Regions from separate parts of the Cyprinus carpio genome. Here region 2 is linked to region 1. A link is a contact called in public Hi-C data. All regions are on one chromosome and are shown on one strand. Each heading gives the region's core, a stretch centred on a gene start, on an enhancer-like site or on the middle of the called end of the contact. The rest is flanking DNA. Distances are from core to core; before and after follow the strand shown.

Region 1 (4,937 bases), core at 476-2,975:
TATTAAATTAGCAGCAGCCCAGACGTTCTGGAAGATCTTCCAGCACCTGCATCTATCTCTCATTGACTCTCATCTCCCCTCACTCATCAGTATTCCCACACAAGAGAGCATCTCTGTTTGGGTGTTCTCCCTTCTGTCTCTCCTCAGGCTGATGTGGAGGACAGTGAACAAAAGTGGAACACAATCAGTACTGAGCAGCTGCTGGCATCCTGACCCCCGACCCACCCAACCCCTCTGTCTCCCACTCCCTCGCTCAGACACACACACAAAGCCTTGAAAATGACCACATAACCTTCACCAAACTGGGAATCTCCCTAGGCAACTGAGGGAGTTCTGCTCCGGTGGGACTCTATTCCAGTAAATCATCTGTGTCATGAGCTTACATGCACACACGTTCACCTACTTCAAGTCTTTCAAATGTGCTCGCAGTCCCTGTGCTCAACTTTACACAAACAGATAGATAGATAGATAGATAGATAGATAGATAGATAGATAGATAGATAGATAGATAGATAGATAGATAGATAGATAGATAGATAGAGAGCACGTCATCTGGAAACCATCTGCTGTGCACAAAAATCTGATAAACATTTATAAGATGTAGGTTTTACATACTTTCTAAATCATAAACATCTTAAAGAGATTTTCTACATGTTTTTTTTTTTTTAACATCTGATAAGAGACGTACTGCAGACAAGCAAACACTCTAAAAATGTCTTCCAGATGTAAACATGTAGGCTACATCAAATAGACATTTCTTGGATGTACTGTACGTGTGCTATGGGTGTGTGTGTGTGTGTGTGTGTGTGTGTGTGTGTGTGTGTGTGTGTGTGTGTGTGTGTGTGTGTGTGTGTGTGTGTGTGTGTGTGTGTGTGTGTGTGTGCATGATTGTTTTATATATTTATATTTTATTATTTATTAGTATTGTTTATTACATTTATATGGACAAAATGTGGGTACAATTTGTGTGTTTCGAAAGTTCAAAAAATTGCACCTAAAAAATTTTTTTTATTTTTTTGCACTACTGTCACAGAAAGTCAAGAAGTCATGTGACAGCTTCCTCGAAAATAATATACCAAACACAGTATCAGTTGCAATAATTACGTTTTTTTTTCTCAAAATATCAATTTCTTTCATTCTTTATAGGAGTTATAAGAGCACCATTTGTGAACAAACAAATGTCAGTGACTTTAAACGTTGTAGTCAAATAAATATATATAAATAAGCATATGTTGTGTGCACTCTATACACACAACATAAATAAAATATGAGTAAAAAATAAATAAATAATGTCAAAAAGTAATTCAATGGCATATTGATTGATGCTGGATGAAAACACTAGCTTGGAAATGTGGCTTTACCTTTAAAGACCAGTAGATGGCAATCTTACTTCATTATGGGAGTACACATATTTAGTGCAGCTCCTTGTTTATATTTTATATTTTTTCTCACCACCTTTCTTACTCTACCTGCACAGCAGTGGCAGTCCTTCCCTGAAGAAGCCGTTCCTTCAGTAAACCTGCTCTGACACGCCTAAGCACAAACAATCTTTCATTGCTACAAACATATAAGCTTTTCAAATAAAATGCTTGTGTTAAATTAAAATAGCTTAATAACTAATACAAATAATCGCGATAATTTCGATGTCTAATAGGTTTTACAACATCTAAATAAATCCTGAATTCCAGTGTTTCATAATGTCTCTGTTGTTTACTTGAGCTTTACTGGGCGGTGTGTGTGTGTGTGTGTGTGAGTTGGAGGAAGAGCTGCTCTGACAGCTCAATAAGCCATACATTTTGAGGCCAATGTGCTGAAGTTTTCCGGGTCCGAGTTAGGGAAAGAGGACGAAACATCTCCATTTTCAACGCCCATGTCTCGTTATATGGGTCAGATAACTGGATTTTATCGAGCTATGTTTTGCTAATCGAGAGCAGTCACTGCTGCATAACACAAAAATAAACGCGTCATTTTCGCTTCATTTAGGGACAGAAAGGTTTGTTTTTACTACGTTTTGTTGATTTTAAGAAGTCATATCGCATGTTAATGGTGATTAAATTATTGATACCACGATGGCAGTGAAGGTAAGTTTTGGTACAACACTGTGATAAACACTACTAATGAAATGACTGTGGCGCATTTGTCTCATACGAACAGCCAAACGATAATTAATGTTGCATTGTTGCATGTTGTAGACACTCATCAGTGTACTTTATTAATGGACTGTATTTTTAAGTAAAGTTAACACCCGATAAAATATGTTGTATTACAACAAGAGTTGTATTTCTATGAAACGAATTATAACAAAATGTCCATTAGTTTAGCAAGATCTTATTTATAGGTAGGCCTAATTTCACTTGCGATTTGAACTGTATCCACTGCTGTACACTGTTTGCAAAACCAGTACTGATGCCCTATTCCTAAACGAATTCTATTGAGTCAGGCCTTATCAATGAATCATTTGAACCGGTTTGGTCAATTCATTCAAGAAAACATTGACAGGTCCAGCTCGTAGTGCTCGAATCAAGGATTTGATTAATGGAGTGAAAAGGTTACTTTATCAGTATTAGAAATATGTACTGGTATATATGTAAAGTAGCCTACAACATGAGTGTGTGGCAAGTTTATGAACACAAAATAGCGTTTAGATGTGCAAAAATGTTTCAGGCAACAGTAAATAGATTAGAAGGACTGTTAGGCTATTTAATGTTAATCATAATTCTATTTAGGTACTAAATGAATTAAGCTCTGAACTAAACTGGGACAAACGAAACTAGAATTACTGTATGAATGTAGTAAGTGATATCATAAGTTTACTTTTTGGAACTTTTATGTATGTATGTATGTATTTATTTATTTTACAGCATGTATACAACACCAGGGTGTCAGGGAACACGTGTTAAATTAATTACGTCACAATGTACAGGGATTATTATTTTTATTATATAGAGAGATTATTAAAATTAAGTCTTTTATTTTATTAAGCCCAACCCTAATTGTAACACATATTTATTCATAATTTTGAAACTTTACAAAAGCACAAAAATGATCATACATGGGGGAAAAGTATGATTTGACAATAACCATAAAGATCAGTTAGATTAAATGATTAAAATAGTTAAATTGGTTACATTTATTTAAAAGAGAGAGCGCAGATGCAAATGAAAAGTGTAGCTAATTGTATTATGAAAGGCTGTTACTTAAAGTTTGTGTATATGTTACTATTATCTGTTGGGGATTAGTACTAAAAATGTATTACTGAGAAGAGTTTTGAAAAATCAGCATTTAAAACTTGCTGTATTTCAAAACCTAGTGAGCTAAATTAGTAGTATTCATGGACATTATATGCAGGTTCTGAGTCATCTGGGTACAAATATGCACAAACAGTCAGCTGACTCAAAACCCACCTCAAAATACTGTCTAGGTAGGCACCTCACTAGGTCACGATGAGGCAGGCCTTTGTGTCGCCTGTCTCCACCTTGTTGCTGTGAACAGGAACATGGTGCATCCTGTCAGGAACAGAACCCAAGGGAACACGTCATTCAGTGGTTTGGTCAGCATTATCATTCAAGGAAGCACGTCGTTTTGATATGGATAAACACTCAGCGCACTAAATATGGAAGCTGAGCTTGGTTAGAGGTGGTTTGACACAGAAAACCAGTTTTAATGTTTTGGTTTACATGTTGGCTGTGTTTTGTGATGGCTGGTCATGCGAAAGAGCCCTCATATGCGGAAATTAGGCTATAAAATCTTCCAGCATATAGTACGATGAAAAGGTGACATTAGATGAAAAATGTATTTCATTATATTTTTTCATTTGGGACCTGTGTGTATGCATTTACAAAAATGGACATGTGTTTTTATTATTCTTGGAGCAGATTTTTATAATGTCATACAGTATAATGTTACACGTATAACATCTACATACAGAATTGTTAGTCTTTTTCAGTTTCAAAATGCAGAGGTGAAAGTTTTAGCCATGCCACACTGAAATATTCATGCAGTTACTGTTCTGTGTTACCCATAAGTTTGCTGTGTTCAGGCTCAGGTATTATATGACTTCACTGCTGAGCCTGGCAACAATGAGCTGTCTGTTCAAGAAGGAGAAATACTCACGGTCACTAACCAGGTGAGGATATACTGAGCATCAGCATTAGCACTAATGCTTCAAGACAGGCACTTGGCTATAGACAATATAAAAAAAATGTTATATATGCAGTACCATTCAAAAAAAAATGGGGTCAGTTAGATTTTTTCATTTTTTATTTTTTAAAAAAGAAATTGATACATTTATTAAGCTACAGTGTATTAAATTGATCATAAGTGACAGTTAAGACTGCTGTATCATGGTTTCCAAAAAACATTGTGGAAGCAGCATGACTGTTTTTAACATTGATAATAATAAATGTTTCTTGAACAGCAAATCAGCATATTAGAATGATTTCTGATGGATCATTTGACACTGAAGACTGCAGTAATGATGCTGAAAATTCATGTTTGCCATCACAGAAACAAATTCAATTGTAAAATATATTTAAAAAGAAAAGAATTCTTTTAAAAGGTAGAAGTATTTCACAATATTACTGTTTTTACTGTTACTGTTGTTATTTGTAATGCAGCCTTGGTGAGACTTCATTCAGAAATCTTACAGATGCCAAACTTTTAAATGAGATATAGAATTCCCCCCTCTGTTTTTCTTTATTTTATGTAGAATGTAGGCGGTGGCTGGGTAGAGGCTCGGAATTCCAGAGGAAATGTAGGCCTCGTGCCTGAGGACTATATTGAGGTAAAAAAAAATACCCTAATCATCAGCTTTGTTTTCGATTTCACTTCTTTATACAGAGCATTAGATGAAATTAGAACATTTTGTGTGATTATTTTTAGAACTCTAGAGAGGGGAAGGACAAAATGAAAGCAAACTTCTGATTATGTAGACCACA
Region 2 (4,792 bases), core at 1,645-4,144, 37 kb after region 1:
TATTGATAGACACTTTGATGACACTTTTATTATCACTCTGATGATGCTGAACTAAAAGTTGACTTATGTTGGCTTTTAAAATGTATATTAATTATATCATTATGATGACCCTATGTGTCCACTGGCATAATTATTTAGCCCCACAGTCATGTACATATCACAGAGGTGAGAGAAACACCTGTAATGCCAAAGCCAGTCGGATCAGGTCCACCACCACCTCCTCATTGGCCAGCTCCACACAGATCAACCCCAGCAGCGTATACAGAGACTCAAAGTGCCGCTGGACGCTGCTCTCCTCTTTGCAGGCCAGGTAAATGTGGCGGTACAGCCTCTGGCTGTGTTTCTTCATGAACAGGTTATCCTGCCTTGAGCACTTGTCTACTTTCAACTTCAGTATTGAGATATCTGAGATAATTCTGTTGAAAACAATAGAACAATACACCGTAAAATGTTTTTCAGGTAAATCTCAAGGACCTACTGTAGCAAAACACTTTGTGAAATTAAATAATATAATTTTTTAAAACATATATAATAAGAGCAATTCATACTGTGAAATGTATGAAAGCAAAGATACATTTTTAACCACTAACTAATCAAAAGCTACCATGGTATGTATTAACTATTTTTAACATTTTAACCAGTACTTCATGCATTACAATACAGAGGTAAATGTAAAATGTGTCAGGTACACTGTAAAAAATATTAAAATATATATATATATATATATATATATATATTTTTTTTTTTTTTTCTAAATTGTAGATTTCTAGAGTTTTTTCGAGTGTGTCAGTGCGCCCCAACCTGACAGGGGAGAATTTGTGCCGGTTGTCATGGCGATCAATGATGCTGATGAGGATGTCAAGAACAAGTAGACGGATCTCTGCGTCCTCCATCAGAGTGAAGGACAAGAGCGGGTCCAGGAATGAGGTGGGAAGTGCCGTCAAAATGTTTGTCGACTGGAATCCTGCTGTTACCTAAATGAGAAACGGAGAGACTGATGTTTCAAGGCACACAAGACCGTCAGACGGTTTAGACTGCGTCAGCAACTGTGGATATCATGAAACAGCAGGGGGAGTAAATGCTCTCCGCATGGCACAGCGGGACATCATGACTGACACAAACCAGCTCACCTGCAGCAGAGACTTCAGCAGCATAATCTGGATCATCCTACTGCCCTCAACCCTGAAACCAGAAAAAGACACTTATTGACAAAATACAATCTTGCAACGCTAGCATTCATCTTATTAAATGCTAGCGTTTAATTTGCATTTCATTTTGTGCCAGCAGAAAATACATCGTAAACATGTCTAATTGATAAAGTCTAGGTTGTAACCCTGTCTCACCCGGTGTTGGCCGACCCCAGAGATGGATACATGCCTGGCACAGGAATTTTACCAATGATGAACAGCATGACTTCTGACCGTTGGTAGGTGGGCAGTGTGTTTGCAAATGAGCCTGTGAACAAAGAAAGATAAGTAAGGGATCATGCACAGTATCTATCTATCTATCTATTTAAAAGACTTAAATACCAAGATTTACCAAATCCAAATTTTGTTATAATTTAAAGAGTGACAATGTGGCTTGATATTAAACTAAGCACTGCTATGTAGAAAATTATTCATCTGAGCCAAGACAATTATATAGTTTAGCCACGGTCATTTTACAAAAATATTTAACTGCTACTACTGTCAGATTCACTCACAAACATTCAATTGTTCACCCACCAATAGTTTTGATGACAGCTTCTTGGAGTTGTCTCTCCTCGTGTACTTTAATGACCTTGGAGCCCAGGTTTGCAAAAGAGTCGTAGGATCCTGTGAGCTCATAGTCCACACTGAGTCTGAGCTGCTTCAGTAGAGTATTAAACACTTCCAGTACTGTGGGCCCTGTGGAGAGGGACGGCACAGAGCCGAAACTAAATAAAAGGGGATAGTTCACGCAAAAATGAAAATTCTGACATTAATTACTCACCCTCATGTCGTTTCAAACCTGTAAGACCTTCGTTCATCTTCGGAACACAAATTAAGATATTTGTGATGAAATCCGAGAGTTTTCTGATCCTGCATAGACAGCAACACAACTGACATGTTCAAGGTCCAGAAAGGTAGTAAGGACATTGTTAAAATAGTCCATGTGACATCACTGGTTCAACCTTAATACTAATAATAACAAATAATATCCTCCAAGCACAAAAAAAAAAAAAAAAAAGAATTAATTAAACAATATCATCACTTCCGTGTCAACGAAAAGTATTCTCGTAGCTTCATAAAATTACAGTTGAACCACTGATGTCACATGGACTGTTTTAACAGTGTCCTTAGTTACTACATTTCTGGGCCTTGAACGTGTCAGTTGCGTTGCTGTCTATGCAGGGTCAGAAAACTCTCAAAATTCAACAAAAATATCTTGTTCCAAAGATCTTGATTACATGAGGGTGAGCAATTTTGGGGTGAACTGTGCCTTTAAGGAACATTGTCCATGCGTCTGATTTCTACTGTATAAATTATTTGTCAAACATATAAACACTTGATACATATGAAATAAGCAGTGTGTATATCACTTTTTATCTGAAAGAAAAAAGTAATAAAAGAACAAATATGGACAAGTGTTTTTAGAAATAAATCCTATAAAATGCTTGTCTTTTGAGATGGTTTTAGTGCTCCCTCTAGTGGTCTAAAGATGGTCTGTTACCTATGGATCCACTGGCCTCTATGACAGCTGCCTCTGAGATCACCTCCACTATCCCAGCACGCACTCGGGCTGAATTCTTACTGTTGGCATCCAAATGGCCCAACAGCTGCTGAATCACCAGATGTGAATGTTGGGACTGTAAAAGGAACCGTAGATGAGTTAATATTACAGTAACACACTACTGTATTTTAAAAATGTTTCGATATGTCCACAAACACCACGTACTGTAATTATTTAGTAGCAAATGACCATGCTCTACAATGCAAGTGTGTCTTGCATTGTATTTTGTGTAAGATACTTTCACAATCAAATTTCAGCAGAGTTGTTTGTACCTACCTGAATGGAGTACATAATGATTTTGAAACAGCGCACTGAAAATGTTTTGCTCTCCCAGAGTGAATGATTATCAAGGTGCCTGGAAATATACAAGTGAATTAATGATTAGCTTCAGCAAATAGAACTAGAGCAGGAAACAGCAGACAAAGTAGGTCAAAAAAATAAAAATAAATACACTTGCACTGTGACAACAGATACTACAGTTACTTTTACTGTGAAGTATGTTTTAGGCTAACAATGAGGACAATTTGTTTAATCTTTTTTCTTCATTTCCTTTCCAATTCTGTAGTGCCCCTGGTGAAAAATAAATATAATAAAATGCATTTGCAAAACATTCATTTCATGCTAAGTATACTACAAATACATACATAATAAAAATACCCTGCAGTTGTACTTTTAGTATACTTGAAGTCTGCTAAATTGGAACAACAAATTTTGTGCTTAATGCACTTTAACTGTGCAGAAGTAGTGCTGAGGTCCAACTAAAGATATATTGAAGTATATCTGATTGTGCTAAAGTACACCTATTGCAAATATACTTCAGGTACACTTTAAATATCTTGCATTTAAAGAATGATATTATTCAAAGATCATACAGTCCTCATCAACAGTGACATTAAAACACATTTTAGGCTTAATATTAAGAAACGTGAACAAGTATTACTCCAAATAAAGTTAAATTATAATTTTTACATCAGTAAGTCTCGAGTGTTATGTCAGTAAATATGTTAACAGATTTGAACTATACTTGGTATGCAATACATAAAATTGTAAATATATTACTTACTAGGGGTATCATTTGTGTGAAAAAAAAAACCTCGTCCTGACATTCTACAATGGGATAAATTAATTTATATGTATAAATGGAAACCTCTGTTGAGTTCAATTATTAATAATTCATCCAAGCATCCATGTCATTATCCCATTTACACTCTACACGAAAGTTTGAAGTTGGTAAGATAAATAAGTAATATAGTGAAATATTATTACAATTTAAAATCTTTTTCATTTCTTTAAAAATCTTACTGACTCCAAACTTTGCAATGGTAGTGTATGTGCATTGTTTTGCATGTATTATAATAAGTAGTCCAGTCAATTAGTAACAGCTGCATGATCATTAATTTCACCATAATGCTAAATTCATATAGTCATTTATTGTCAAATGTATGCCCCTTATTCATTAAAATAAAATATATAATGAAAAAAAAAAAACAATTGTTAATAGTTAAAATATACGTCTCATATAACTACTTGTATAAAATGAACTGAAAAGATAAGAAATGTGTCCCTGTGCTGCCCTCTTGTGGCTGATCAGGGTAGCGCATAAACACTCACATGAGCACAGGTTTCACAGCGTTCTTGATGTTGTCGTAGGCCGCTCGTCCAAGCAGCTCTCGAAAGCATCTCTCTGTCAGTTCCACTGGACTCTCCTTCTCTGTCTCTGGGGAAGGAGACCTATCAATAAGAATCATAAAACAAACATAAACCAGGGCTGATCAATAGGCTGATTGTTGTTGGCAGTACTGTTACTTGTGGTCAGTTATTTCATTTATTAGATGTGAAGAGTTTTATGGTTCGGAGTTCATTGCACGGTTCAATTCAGATTTCGTGGTCTGCCTCTGCCCCTCAGGACTTTGGGTTTAGTACAGCAGCTTCTAGAATAAATGACTTTCTTATTACACTTGAGAGTCTGACACCTCAGTTGTAGTCAGTCTACTGTTATATCACACAGTTTTCATTAGCATTCGATTAGGAGTTCATTAGC

Evidence for each region. Hi-C and Micro-C count contacts between places; a contact is called where the count stands out from the background.
Region 2: a contact with region 1 is called in a Hi-C map of liver, with 7 times the contacts expected there. The contact joins the enhancer-like site here to the promoter of snx9a in region 1. A contact is called at or near these places in 3 of 8 Hi-C or Micro-C datasets (liver and red blood cells).

Annotation. Positions count from the first base shown.
Region 1 is chrB17:17,139,144-17,144,080 of ASM1834038v1, forward strand. snx9a (sorting nexin-9a) reads left to right here and starts at 1,726. Exons shown (of 18, transcript XM_019092170.2): 1 at 1,726-2,081; 2 at 4,040-4,126; 3 at 4,709-4,783. The coding sequence starts at 2,070.
Region 2 is chrB17:17,175,202-17,179,993 of ASM1834038v1, forward strand. LOC109076470 (protein EFR3 homolog B-like) reads right to left here. Exons shown (of 22, transcript XM_042742570.1): 7 at 4,363-4,482; 8 at 3,028-3,106; 9 at 2,692-2,827; 10 at 1,725-1,886; 11 at 1,344-1,455; 12 at 1,131-1,182; 13 at 802-974; 14 at 179-416. Among protein-coding and RNA genes, the nearest start is that of LOC109076472, 12 kb to the left of the region's middle. Within about 2 kb of position 2,895, at least 1 of the 8 cell types and tissues checked has an H3K27ac peak or open chromatin away from gene starts, as enhancers often do. A contact at or near this core is called in liver, where this site is marked.